2 separate regions of the Mus musculus genome follow, and region 2 is linked to region 1. The links are chromatin contacts, called in public promoter capture Hi-C maps. All regions are on one chromosome and are shown on one strand. Each heading gives the region's core, a stretch centred on a gene start, on an enhancer-like site or on the middle of the called end of the contact. The rest is flanking DNA. Distances are from core to core; before and after follow the strand shown.

The links. Promoter capture Hi-C pulls out the DNA fragments that hold promoters and counts their contacts.
Region 2: a promoter capture Hi-C map of embryonic stem cells shows a contact between it and region 1, with 6 read pairs. The contact joins the promoter of Hoxc6 here to the promoter of B130046B21Rik in region 1. A contact is called at or near these places in 2 of 39 promoter capture datasets (both in embryonic stem cells).

Annotation. Positions count from the first base shown.
Region 1 is chr15:98,803,231-98,810,396 of GRCm38.p6, forward strand. B130046B21Rik (a long non-coding RNA gene) reads left to right here and starts at 3,085. Exons shown (of 3, transcript XR_003951472.1): 1 at 3,085-3,994; 2 at 5,006-5,092; 3 at 5,639-7,150. Ddn (dendrin) reads right to left here and starts at 4,695. Exons shown (of 2, transcript NM_001013741.1): 1 at 4,375-4,695; 2 at 552-3,970. The coding sequence starts at 4,583. The coding sequence ends at 2,047.
Region 2 is chr15:103,004,085-103,011,220 of GRCm38.p6, forward strand. Hoxc6 (homeobox C6) reads left to right here and starts at 5,478. Exons shown (of 2, transcript NM_010465.2): 1 at 5,478-5,921; 2 at 6,650-7,136. The coding sequence starts at 5,522. The coding sequence ends at 6,957.

The sequences.
Region 1 (7,166 bases), core at 1,835-4,334:
CTGAGCTCCGACCAGTGAACGCCCCTAGAGTTGGGAAACCCGAGTAGGAGACCCTTATCTGCTGAATAGAAGCCAGCTGTGGCTGTGGTCTGGGAGCCCTGCCCCCTCTGCGTCCTGCCTTTGGGTCTCTCTGGGTGTGATGTCAAGCTAATTGGAGGCTAAAAGCCTGAGTGGTTTGAGAGCGGTCTAAGGAGTTGCGGGAGTTAGGGTTAACGGGAGTAGGGACAGAGGGATGGGTCACCAGACCTGGTGACTGAGTCTGGGCGAAGCCCCCGCTCCTGCCCAGCCGATGGCTAAATTTACCTAGACTGACTCAGCCCTTGCCCGGAATGAGGGGTGGGGGGGAGTGCACCAGGGCAGAGGGAAGAGCCGGCAGGGGTGCGGCGGGGGGCAAGGAAGGGAGAGTCCCAGCCAGGGAACAGGGTGGACTAGAAGTTTCCACCAGAGAGGAGTCCTCCTCCCCCTCACAATGAGCGGGAAGAAGTCAAGAAGGACTGAGGGAGGGACACAGTGGGGGATAGGTCAGAGAAAGAGAGACTCCAGAGCTGCATAAAGGGGCGAGTAGATTTATTGGGCGCCTGCTATGTGCCAGGCACTGTGCAAGACGCCTTATATACATTACCTCATTAAATCCTCACAACAACCCTGCGAGGTAGGTGTTTATAAACCCCCATTTGACAGATGAGGAAACTGAGGCTCAGGGAGGTGAAGTGATTTGGCCAAGGTCACATGGCTAATAAATGGCAGACACAGAGGAAGTGCCCAGGGTTGGAAAGAAAGAAAAGAAAAAGAAAAAAGAAGAAGAAGAAGAAGAAAGGCTTAAATGTCAGTCTCAAACCGGTTGGCGTGGATTAATACAAAGAAGGGCTCGGCGCGCCCCAGAAGTCTGGGAGGCCGGAGGCCTGCTCCCGGCCCCGCGCGCGGTTTGGAGGTGTCAAGGCAGGAAACCGGCGCCGGTAACTAGGGATCCAGATAACTGGCAGTGCTGGTGTAGGGGCACTCGAGCACCAGCAACCGGGGGAATCCGCGACCTGCGCGCGCCCCGTAGTGGCTACAGCGAGTATCACACCCCGCACCGTCTGCTGAAAAATCCACCTTCCTCCTTGCCTGGCTGTTTTCCTTGGAGAGACACAGAAATTGTCAAGGTCCTATCCGGTGGGCGATACCGTCTGCGTGGAAAATCCCGGTAACACTTCAGAGCGTCACTAAGGACACGGAGATGGAGGAGAAGGGGAAGGCCTAAAAGTGTCCCAAGCTGATTCATTGGCTACCTTCCCTCTCCAGCTTGGGCCACAGCAGGCTAGAGGCAGTGAGAGGGCCATGATCCTGCTCGGCTGTGGGAGCACTCACCTAAACTGGGAAAATTGGAATAGAAGCCCTTTGTCCGTTTAAATCTGAAGACCTTGACAGTCTTCCGAACTGAGGATGACCGAAGTGGGTAAGAACCCTCAGATTCTCTCTACTCGCTTATTCACAAAATCCTAGGGACAAAAGAATGGGAGGCAGAAAGCGCTCATTTTACATTTACAGAAGTCCGGGATGCCCGGGCGCAAAAATAGTTACTCTGAGGTCCACCAGCTAGGTCAGTGGCAGAGTTGGAATTGAAACTTGAGTTGTAACATCAAAGAGAGCCCTCTCGCCAGGTTGCTGGTTGTGTGTATGCATTCATTTCTTCTCTGCCCAAAGTTCCTCTGTCTCCTCCACTCAGTCACTAGGTTCAAGGCCTCTCCATTACTTTTTCTCTCCTGTCAGGGACCCTGCCCTGCCCATCGCAGGCACCATCCCTGCCCCTTCTCTTTCTCTGTCGGAACAGTTCCACACCGAATGTAGCAGGTGTGGATGGCCCACCCACACTTTCCCTGAAACTAACCCTTGAGTTGGCAGACGCTACCTTCCCTGGTTCCTCCTCTCTCCTCTGTTTCAAGTGTGGGAACAGGTATAGGTGGGAAAGAAGAAAAGGAAGCAAACGAAGCCTGGAGAGAGAGAAGGAGCAGGTGAGCCCAGGGTGGATGGGCTGAGCGACACGAGAACAAAGAGGGGCATCGCTCACTCCCTCTCTCTATTTCCCTGTGGCGTTTTCCTGGTGTCCTCTCGGATGAAGCCTTCCTCGGTTTGACTGATGACATCCACAATCTCCCGGATACTGTCGCTCAGCCCTGCTGTCTTCCCGCCTTCCCTGGGCCGGGTGTTCCCAAGCGCAGGCAGGGTCCTCTCATTCCGCCAGGAGGCGCCTGGGGCGTCTGTGTCGCTTCCATCAGAGGAGCCGCTATGGACGCTGAGATCCTCCGCTTCGTCTGAGTCCGAATCTGGGGCGGTGTGGCGGCGGATGCGGGACACGGCTTCTCGCAACGCCCCGGCGTAGGGCCCTGGAGTCCGCGCCCAGCCCCCGCCCGCGCGCCGCGGGACACCAGCCGCTTCTGAGCCCTTCAAGCTGCCGGCGCATACCGGAGCCGCTGGGCCTAAGGTCGGGTGCTCTTGGCTACCTGGCTGCGTGGGGGCGTCTCGCGGGTTCACTTCTCCGACAGGGAACCCCAAACCGCTGGAGGAGCGCTCCTCCAATGAAGAATCCCCCTGCTGTCCGACCTCGGCCTCGCACTCGCGACCCTCGCTCGGTTGGTTTAAGACTCGACTGCTCAACAGTCGCTTTTGGCAAACTGAAGGGTTGGCAGCGGCCCCCTCGCCCTCCTCCTCGTGACAGGGCTTGGGTTGACTAAGGCTGTCGCTCACACTGCACGACTCCCCAGAGGGCACGAGCTGACCCTGCTGGGTTCGAGGGGTCGGAACGTACTGGGACTTTATCACCACGCATGTGGCGTCAATGACAAAGATGCCTTCTCTACCAGCGGGACCTCGGGAAATGCGGGGCAGGGTGTGGGCACGGCGGGTCACCTTCCAAACTTCCAGGGTCTCATGTTCTGCCCCCTCTCTTTGACCCAGGGACTCTTTCCACCCGGTGCCTCCAGGAGCCCAGGGTCTAGGGAGCGTCTGGCTGTGCCTAACTGGAGGCTTTTTAGGGGAGGCAAGCCAACACGTGGGAAGCCATATCTGCTCACTTCCTTCTTTCCCTTTCCTTGACCCCCTGAGGTGCTGCCTGGACCTGGGAACAGGACGAGGTGGGCTGCTGATCGCGGACCTAGAGAGAGCTGCGTCCGTGCCTGGACCGCCAGTCGTTTTGCCTTGGGAATGACTATCGCCAGCACTGTTCAGGCCAGCAGCAACTAGGCCTGAGCTTTTCTCTATAGCCCCTTTGCAAGACTCTGGCCTAGCTCTGGCTGCTGTACAGCCTGGAGCACCTCCTAAGAGTCCCCGTCCCTGTCTGAGACCCCAAGCTCCTAGAACATCCCGGTAGATTCGAGGATCCAGCCTCTTCTTCGTGCGCCCTCCCTCTGTCCTGGTGGTGGCTGGAACTGGGGCTGATGAGGTGGGCGCCCGGGAGAGCTCCGGGCCTCGCTTAGTCCCCAGGGTCCTGTGGGGACCTTCATAAGAAGGTGGAGCCACATAGGGTGGCGGCCGGTCCCAGCGGCGCCTTGGGGCTGTGCCTGCAGAGCCTCTCAACAGCAGGTGAGCCTCGTAGCTAGGGGGCCCTGGCCTTCTGCCTCCCCATGGCCCCGCCCATGCAACCCCTGGGTCACCCTGCGGGAGCACGGATGGTCGGGGCGCTCGCCCCACCTGCCCGAAGCGCTCTGGTCTGGAGAAAACTGGAAACCCTGTAGGTTGGGCTGCCCGAAGGGCGTTCCGGGGCTCTGGGCGGGGCTGACCTAGGGGACTCCGTCGGGCCCCGCCAGCCTTGCGCCTTTTTCTCTCGGTCTCCTTGGCCTCCCGCTCCTGCGACGCCGCCTTTCTTTTCTCTTGTTCCCGGGCTCGGACCTCGGCGGGGGGGCCCGCCCGCCAGTTGGTTGCCTCCTGCAGCACCCTGGAGGCCCAGGGTCGGCGGGGTGGCGGCTCAGGGGATCCCGGGCGCAGCCTACACCTGGGACAATGAGCAGGAACCCAGGTGAGCAGTTTGCGGGGACAGAGAGCCGAGGTCCGGGGAGCTGGGAGCACTGGAGACCACTTGGGGCAGCCATGTGGGAGGGTTCGTGTGAGTGTCTGAGCGAGTGCACGTGCGTATATGTTAGGGCTAAAGTCGAAATGAGACTCCTCGCCATCTCTCCATGCACACTTTAACAGCGACTGCCCCCATCTCACCGCCTGCCACTAGTACTCCTGTCCCCCTAAACAGCGCTCAATGATTCAGGCCCCAGTCCTCGACGAGTGGGGGGAGGGAGGCGCGGGAAAGAGAAGGGAACAGCAGCAATTGCTGGTGCCAGCGGGGAGGTCTGGACCCCACTTCCCGCCCCACCACTTGCTGCCCCTCACCCCTCCTTCACTCACGTGCGGCTCTGGGGCCCACGGGCCCAGTAGCTGGCCTGGATGTCCATGGACTGTCGAGAAGGAGCGCGACGACTATAATGACAGGAAATAGTCTTCACTTCAATCACCAACAGCTTGGACTTCTGCACCCAGAGGCAGCTGCCGGACTCCTCATCCTGGAGCTCCCGGGGGCTGTCGGGCCCCTCGGAGAATAACGGGCCATCCAGCATCCTGCCCCACCCCACCCCGGCCCCCCACCCTCCCACCCGCCCCGTGAGCCCCCTCCCAACCCAGGGAGCCGGCGCCCACTGCAGAGCGGCAGGCCCAGGGACTGGCAACTATATATACCCGGGCACACGTGTGTGCCTGTCTGTGCGTGTGTGAGTGTGTGCTAGCGCGCGAGCGCGCGCGCATGTGACACGCCGCCGTGGACGGCTCCGCGCTGCTTCCTCCCCCATGTGCACGGCCGCCCCCTGGGGCCTGGGATTGGACGCCCCTTCCCACTCACTGCTCAGGTCCCCCAAGCCTAATGGGACCTGCGAGTGGGCGGGGAGAGACTTCTGATTCTTGCCAAGCTTACGGTGCCCTCTCCTCCAGCCCCCATTTCTTCATCCTTCCCGAAGTTTTAACCCTTTGCTTTCCTGCTTGTCAGGTTGCCTGACCACCAGTGCTCTCTCTATTCCTGCCTGCTCGCCCAGACTCCTTTCTCCGACAGGGAGTGGTGAGAACAGAACTCAAGGTCTCTGCCTGCCACTCGCTGCTGGTTTCCATGGGGTTGGGGTGCAAGAGAGGCTGGCCCACAGCTGGGGGGAGCGGGCTATTTTTAGTGTCGGTGGCATTCGGGTGCAGCTGAGATGAGTAACCAGTTCCTAAGCAGTACAGAGAAGAGGTGCCGCTTTCAGGAAGCTTTTGTGCGACTCTGGGGGAGAGCTGCTCCCCCAAGACCTCAGAAAGGTGCACCTGTATGCCTCAGCTTTCTCTGCTGAGGCGGAACTCCATCTATCCTGGCCACCAAACAGCAGGACGACTCCTACTCTAAATATGGGTGTCCTTGGGCACCCACAGAGCCTTCCCTGAGCAGCAGGCTAGCTCCCCTAACCCAGAAGCCAGGATTCTAGGGTTACACAGTTCCGTGCCCACACAGCTCTTCCAAGCCTTATGTGGGGTGCAGATAGAGTGCTTAAATACATTTGTACCCTAACAGAGGGGGATGGACTAGAGTGCTCCTGTGGCACAGCCAAATCCCCTAGCAACAGAAAAGATAAAAGTGGCCTTTCTTTCCTAGGTCGGGGCTCTAGTTCACTTGACTGGCATGGTGTGGTGCAGCTCACCTTTTGGACTCACTCGATTCTGGGGGGTTGCTGCTTGCATCCTCGGGATCCCTCCCCCTATGCCTGTACCAGGTGTCCCCTGATTCACCATGGTAATGTTAGTGGCAGCACAGCCCACGCCAACCTTCCATGCAGAGACTTAGCAACCATGCCTGGCAACCATAGCAGCAGCTCAGGGGAGGGGAGAAGTGTAGGGAGCGGGATGAGAGGGTGGCAATGGCTCCTGAGGAAGAAGGGACCATTTGCTGCTCCTGACTTTAGGAACAGAAGCCTGTGGGCTTGCAAAGTGTGTCTATCCCCATTTTCCTCAGCTGCTTCCCAGGAGCTGAGACTTGGTGGGGTAAATGGGAGAGACAAAAGTTGGTTTTTCATAGAAGTACAAGGAGCATTTGGATACAGAGCCTTCTTTTTAAGGGGACAGGGACCAAAGAATTGTTATAGGTCACACTCATTGAGAAACAGCAAAGTAGAACCTGACCTGTTCTGCTGTCCCTCCCCTGCCACTCCTCAACCCCCACCCCATGCCATGATTCCACCTACCTCCTGGCTGCCCTGAGGATGGCTTGCAGGCACTGCCAGGGCCCAACAGAATCCCACAGCTTTTAAAGTCTTGCCTCCTCCCTGGACAAGTCCTCCTTGATGAAGGAATGTGACACAAGGAGACATTTGTCCTTTCCACCCTCTCCACACACACAAACATGCTCTAATTATAATCATTTGGAGGCCTCCCTCCCCCAAGCTTGGGAATGTGCTGAGAGCAAAGATGTGGATGGAGAGGGGGCCCAAGCACTGAGAGCTGACCTCTAACAAGCGCCCTGATGTGTTCCCTGTGTTCCATCAGAAAGCCCGCTTTGTGAAAACTAGCGTGGCCCAGGTTCTTCTGAAGGCTTGGCAGGAGAAGGGAAAGCCAGGGAATTACTCAGGACCTGCTCCTGGCTTGGATGCTAACCCCTATCGGCAAAGCTGCTGTAGAAGGGAACAGAGCCTGCAGGTCCTCCGTCCGTCAGGTGTTGGGTATCACTCTCAGCACAGATGATAGGTCTGGTGGGTTGACCCCAGCTCTGCTGTTCCTCCATGATGTACCCTCTACCTTAGAGGAAAGGCAAGGGAATTGTGGGTTCAAAAAGACTACCGGCCCAGCATTATCCAAACAACTCAACCTCCACTCAGAAACGCCGATGACATTAGCATCTCTCTGCCCAAAGATTCTCCTCCGTTTGCCACTTTCCAGAGACCTGACATGTTAGGGAAATTTGCATGGGCCTTAGCTAACTATGGTCCAAATAGAGAAAGTAAGGGAGCGTAACTGTGGGAAGTGAGGTGGGAACAAGTCAGCAGAGATGAGAGAGGACAGGAGTCTGGTGTGAAGGTAGGAAGACATGAAACCAGAACCAGACGGTTTCAGTTTAAATGCTAGTTTGTTTTTGTTTTTTTTTTTTAATTATTATTATTATATGTAAGTACACTGTAGCTGTCTTCAGA
Region 2 (7,136 bases), core at 4,228-6,727, 4.2 Mb after region 1:
CACCCAAGGTCTCCAATTTTAAATTTTCATTAACCTCCAAAATGCTCCCAAGTAATGGTGTATGTTCAGAAGCAGAGGAGAAAACAGAAAGCTGGGGCCTCCTTTGGATTAGCATAGAACAGCACATTTTCCAACCACCCCCTTGTCCTCTTTTGTAACTTGACAGTCTCAGGAGATCCTGTTCTGGCAATGCAAAGTACCCTAAATATTCTGTGTCTTGATTTTTACCTCCAGACCAACTAGGGCCATCTGCTTTGCCCTCCTGAAATGTCCTAAGGCAGCCAAACTCTCCATTTTCAGTGGGGATGAGGTGCTTTCCACCCTCAGCCCCCTCCTCAGCTGATATTTCTGCTGCTTTGGCATCAAGGTGGAAGGGAGGCTCGAGGGCCTGGTCTGCAAAAGCCAGAATTTTTTTTTCCCAGGTGAAGCCTGAAGGGGTTTCAGGGCAAAGTTTGATGGAAACCTATTTTACTTTTGAACTTTTAGGCAGACTTGGAGAAGCCAGACATGCAAAGCTGGGGGTTTGTGTCTGTGGATGGTAATAGCAGTAACCAAAATGTCAGTCAGGAAAGGTCAGGCAGAGATTCACAAAAACAGAGGAAGGGGAGAAAGCCAACAGAGCCACCCTGTATACTTTTCTCCAATGCTGAAGTGCAAAAGCCACATCAACTCCACTTTGTAACTTCTTAACTCAAAAGAAGAAATCACAACACAGGACTGAGAGCTATTTGGACCAAATCTCAGCAGTTGAACATGCCCCATCTAGCCCTTCCCTCCTTCCTTACAGACCCCCAACTCTCTTCAACTGGTCAGCTTCAGCCTTGTCACTAAATATCAGCACCCATAAATGGATCTGTCAAATTTCACGTTTCTTCAAGTATCTTTAAGCTTTGACCTTTGAAAGGAGTGTTCCTTTTTTGGAATGCATTGTATGTATTGAGGAAAATGTATTTGTTAGGAAATCTTTCCCTACCATATCTCAGAAAACCTGGGAGCCCTTTGGGTAAGCTGTGCTTTGGCATTCCCAAGCAGACCAAACCTTGTGTTTAGGTTCTTTGGCCCCGGCCACTCCGCCACACTCTTTGTAATTCTTTCCCTCAGAGGTCCACGGAGATCAAAGGGGTTTATTCACAAAACACCAGACATTTAAAATAGGGGTTTTGTAAGTTTTTTTTTCAAAGCTTTTTTAAAAACTTAGCCATAAGCCAGTAGAGCTTAGCTGAACTCTAGAACAGCAAAGCCTTAACCAAATAGTGCGATTGTGAGGTGAACTGAGTAATTATTGAACTCAGCTTTCTCTGTAAGAGGGATTTCAGCTCTAGCCTAGTGGCACAAAAGGAGTCGACGGGACGGGATAACCGTTCAGTATCTCTGGAAATCAAGAACTGGAGATGGTGGAAGGGCAGGGTCCCGCAGCTGCGTGGCTTTTAGGCAGCCAAGAGCCTAGGCAGTCGAGGGAGCTTGGAGTCCATCGGCTCCGGCTCCAGCGTTGGAGTGAGCGCACAGCCTAGGGAGGCGCCCGAGCTGTAGTTGGCGTTGCCGGCCAGGAATGGAATACGTTCATCTGTGCCTTAGTCAGCCACAAACATCTTTGCAGAGGTGGGGTGGGGGAATCTAGGGAGAGAGACTCGCGGAACACAAAGAAGGACCTTCCGCGAAGTATTTTTTTTTTTTCAGATCTCTCCAGGCTCAATTCAGACATCTGTACATACAAAATTACTTTATTTGCCAGAGCAGAGAAGAAAGCAAAGGCAGGCAAGGTGAAGCCTGTCCATGGCCATCCTAGAAGCTGAAGTCCACTCTCCCCTCATCCTTTTTTCCAGTTCAGAACCGTAAAGACCTCCCAGCCTTCCCCTGACTTAGATCCGGCAGGGCAGGACTGAATTCGGGGGAAACCCCTAAGTGTCCAAGCTCTCGGGTGCAGCCCTTAGCCTCCAGGCCAGTGACTACACCCACTCAGGCCCAAAAAGCAGGCAGTAAATTCCTCTCCTATAATTAGTGCTCCTGGAAGGCATGTGTTTTGGATTGGGGGGTGGAGGGGAAGCTGAAGAGGCCAGTGGCAACTTTCCCGCTTTATTCTTTTTCTGAGTTTTTATTTTCTGTTTTTGAATCCAGTAATTACAGCTCCCAAAGTGAAAGTCTGCTCTTGACACCAAGTCCCCTCTGAATACCTAATTCAGAAGGTCTAAGGTCCAGGGCTTTGCATAGACTGGCAGGCCTGATGGGGGTGTGTGTAGGGGGGCTTCCCTGATTTCTCTAGACTTGTTTTGATGGAAACAAAGACTGGGAGCCTCCCTCCTTCCCAAGACTTGTGCATAGTTACAGAGCTGCACTGCAGTTTTAATAAAACATCTGTTCTTGCTTCTGCTGATGAGCTTCCATAATTGTTTTCAGACAAATTTAACAGGAAAATATAAATATATTTAGAAAAATCCAAGTTCCGGCCCCTCCCCCCACAGACAGGCAATCTTTTGCCAAGGGAAGAGAGAGCACAAAATGGGAAAAAGAAAAATATTGTCCCAAGGAGGGAAGACTCAACTCATCTGACCTGCTCTTCCCCCATGGAGCAAATCCCCTCAGTAAATTTCAACTGCATAATTAAAGGTCTAACCAAAGGAAATGGACTTTCTCCCTTTAGGAATAAAAAGGGGCACAGGAAAGTATAGTGAACGTTGTTAACTTCCCCTAAAGTCCTTAGATGGAGGGAAGATATTTGTATTTCTGCTTCCCCTGGTCTCCCCCTTCCAGCATATCTGCCTTTTCCCCAGCAGCTGGTTTCTGTTCATTATAAATCGGCGAGACCTTTCAGGATCTGCCCTCTGTTTAGGAACGTAATAAAACACTTAACTTTTCCGGGCCCCGAGACTTACATTCTGCTCCTCAGGTCGCCCACCCCTGAGCACACCACCTTTAGGCCCCAAAAGAGAATCTCCCCAACTTTGGGGCCCCTTGAATCCCTAGAGGGAAGTACTCCAGGAAACTCAGGCATCCTTGCTAAGGGACTGTAGCACATGACTCCCCCCAAAACCCCTTCATCCCTCCCTCCCCCACACATCCATAAAAAAAATTTTTTTTAAGTATACAAAAGAATCCACACCCATGGAAGGCAAAACTTCATTAAGACATCCTATCTTCCATCATTCAATTTGTTTTACATTGCAACAATTTAATATCTTGAAGGAAGTACCGCTGACATGATTTATCTAGCAATCCCAGCTCTGAAATAGGAAGGGGAATTTACTCTTTCTTGCCATGGCTTCTACACGTTGTTACACTGTTACCCTCAGGGCAGACAGGAGGCTGGGAACTTTGAAAGAGGTTACTGGTGTCCAGGGGGGCACTGGCTTGTTCCCTAGCTCAGCCCAGGATAACCCCCCTCAGTTTTTTCTCCTCCTACCTCTTGCCCTGTAGGGGGACTGGAGCCCCAGCCAGCTGTTGGAAACCTCTGCCCAGGCATGCCATGAATTTGAGCACAGTTGGATTGGAAAGCAAAAAGCAATACACTACTGTTGTGTTTAGGGATAACTGCTATGTTAACCCCCCAGATGAGATTAACTTTTAAAAATCTCTCTCTTATTAGAAACCTTCTCCTCTGCCCTCTTCATCTTGGAAAGAAAATAGTGTAGTCAAAGGGTACTTGTAGCTTCAATAATAACAGGGGTCTTTCTTCTACTCCTCTAAATTCCAATCAGTTTTCCTCCTTTTCAAAGGCAGGGACTGGGTTTTTAAAAGCCAACACAACTTGTCTGGCAGGAAGACTCCTCAACCCCCTAAAGAGGTCCATGTATTAACTAACATTTTGTCTGCACTAGCTCTTACACACTGTCTGCTTTTGGGTTCGAAACTTTATCCCCCACCCCACCCCCTAGTGACACTCCAGGGAAACCTTAGCGTTACAGAAGATGAATAAACGAGTTTTTTTTTCCCCAGCATAGTCCCGTTTATGGCTTTATTGCTACCCATTGATTACTCCGCTTTGTTACACAGAAGGGAAAGATCATAAAACGCGGCAACATCCGGGTTCTTGTTATAGTCAGTCTCAAAAAAAAAATTAGTGAGGGGAAAATATGAGCTTTCACTGCTTCCTGCATGTACCTCACCATCTTCTCTTTGTCAGCTCCAAGCATTTCCAGTCTATGTCGATATCAAATTCTGCTTGGATTAATCAGAGGGAAACCCCAGCTGCACACCTTCTGCTGTTCACTCACTGCAGCTCTCTCTGTCGCTGAAGCATCTACAAAACTGCTATTTCCTAATTCCCTCCTCCCTTTTCTCAGCCTCAAGGTGGGGGAGAAAATGGAGGTAATGGAGACTCCAGTGGTGACTGGCTGAGGCAAGAGACCAAGTGATCCTCAGGAATACCTTTCCTGGGGTCTTCCAGCCTTACAACTCAGGTCCAGGGGCACCTCCTTTGGCAGGGCAGTGAATCCAGAGCAGACAGGGTCTTCTGATCTGAACTGGAGCTTGAGTGTGTTGGGAGGTATCTATTCATTGGAGTACCACCAAATTTCCTCTTTCGGGATGCATCCTATGTGAATTATACCACTGGCCTGGCCTGAGCTGGTTCCAAATCATAAATTCTCACCAACACAAACAGGAGTTGATTTCTTTAAAAAGAATCTCAGTCTCTCTCTCTCTCTCTCTCTCTCTCTCTCTCTCTCTCTCTCTCTCTCTCTCCCCTCTCTCTCTCTCTGTGTGTGTATTATTATAATGCTTTCTTTGAAGTAAAAATATTATAAAAGTTTCCCCAAAAGGTAGGTCCTGGGGAGGAGCACAAGGTTAGGAGGCAAAAGAGAAAAGATGCACACACTTCAGGATCCTCACTGTGCTCTGCAGTCTCATCCACCCCCTGTAGATCTGTTTGTCTCCCACACTGCCTTCCTCTGTGCACCATGTTTCAGGAAATTTCCTTTTCCTTTTGATTTAAAAAAAATATTGGAAAAAAATATGCTGTCTAGTGATGGGGACTCGCTTTATGAGTGTCAAGCCCAGAATATCTTCTAGAATTTCTGGGACCCTCTTTCTACTGGGAAGGATCTCCTCAAATGAAGCACCCAGAATTTAATTTTAGATACAATAGATGAAATGGGTCTGAAAACAAGGATCACTCTGCCACAGCACAGCAAAGTTAGCTGGGGTGGGGAGATTTCCTGGGACTAGACCTTTCCTTCCGCTGGGAACAAGGCCCTGCTCATAGACCTTCACCCCACCCCCAACCAGTTCATATATATGTGTGTGGTGTGTATATATACACACCACATACATATATTCTTAAAAGAAATCTAAGTCTTACTTTCAAAGCACATACTTAGTCTCAACTAGGGAATCAACAGAAGCAGAAGCGATTTTTTTCCCCTTTCTTGACATCTGGCTTGCGATTGGCTGGAAGGGGGTCAGCTGACTTTGTCATTTTGTCTGTCCTGGATTGGAGCCGTCCCTATAACCATCTAGTTCCGAGTACAAACTGGAGACAGAAATAAATATTAAAGAAATCATAGCCCGACCAGGTAAAGGCAAAGGGATGAATTCCTACTTCACTAACCCTTCCTTATCCTGCCACCTCGCCGGGGGCCAGGACGTCCTCCCCAACGTCGCCCTCAATTCCACCGCCTATGATCCAGTGAGGCATTTCTCGACCTATGGAGCAGCCGTAGCTCAGAACCGGATCTACTCGACTCCCTTTTATTCGCCACAGGAGAATGTCGTGTTCAGTTCCAGCCGGGGGCCGTATGACTATGGATCTAATTCCTTTTACCAGGAGAAAGACATGCTCTCAAACTGCAGACAAAACACCTTAGGACATAACACACAGACCTCAATCGCTCAGGATTTTAGTTCTGAGCAGGGCAGGACTGCGCCCCAGGACCAGAAAGCCAGTATCCAGATTTACCCCTGGATGCAGCGAATGAATTCGCACAGTGGTGAGTTTTACAGCTCCGAGATATAAATTAAATAAACTGAACTGGCTTTATGACCGGCTTCCCTAGAAGAACGGGCGGAGAGAGTTTTTTATGGCCCCATAAAAACAATCACGCTCGTCTCCTCGCCGACACCGAGACAGGGCCCCCTCTTCAGCCCCCTCTGCTCGCCTTCCGCGCTGGCTCGCAAGGGCCTGGCCCCCTCGGTCCCTGACGGATTGGAGGGCTCCAAGAGGAGCTGAGGGGGTAGAAACAGGGCAGGGAATGAGGGGAGGGGACAGAAGGTGGAGGAGCCCCCCAAAGTCTAGTTAGGCCGGAGAAAAGGAAGGGAGTTAGGAAAGGGCAAAGAAGTGGGGAGAACTTTCCAGGGATCTAGAGTGTTGGGGAAGGTGGGGGAGCCCAATCCTTGAGAGATGGGGTCCTTATCCCCAGTAGTTGGTACTTTTTTTTTAAAAATCAGCTTTTAGACAGCCAGCTTTCTGCCTGTTTTTGCCCCGCCCCCCAGCTTTCTTTGGGACACACTTCTCCCACCTCGTGGGAGAACTGAATGAAGTTGGGGTTCTGGCTGTCCCCCCAGTGGGGGTGGGGCAGGGCAAAAGGGAGAAAGCTAAAGCCCGAAGGGGCTGCGAGCTGTGGGCCAAGTTGAGAGGGTCTGGACTTTGCTAGACGAAAATGTCTGCAGAGGACGCCTTGCTGATTGTTTTTAGTGTGTTTTGTGCCTGGATCTCTAGGGGTCGGTTACGGAGCGGACCGGAGGCGCGGCCGCCAGATCTACTCTCGGTACCAGACCCTGGAACTGGAGAAGGAATTTCACTTCAACCGCTACCTAACTCGGCGCCGGCGCATCGAGATCGCCAATGCTCTGTGCCTGACCGAGCGACAGATCAAAATCTGGTTCCAGAACCGCCGCATGAAGTGGAAAAAAGAATCTAATCTCACGTCCACACTCTCAGGGGGTGGCGGAGGGGCAACCGCCGACAGCCTGGGAGGAAAAGAGGAAAAGCGAGAAGAGACAGAAGAAGAGAAGCAGAAAGAGTGACCAGGACTGTCCTTGCACCCCTCTCTTCTCCCTTGCTCATCCCAGCTCCCCGAATCACACACTCTGTATTTATCTCTGGCACAATGATGTGTTGTGACTTCCTAAAACAAAACAGGGAGTCAGACGTGGACCTAAAAGTCAGCTTTGGACCCCCTCCCTCACTGCACAACTCTTCACTC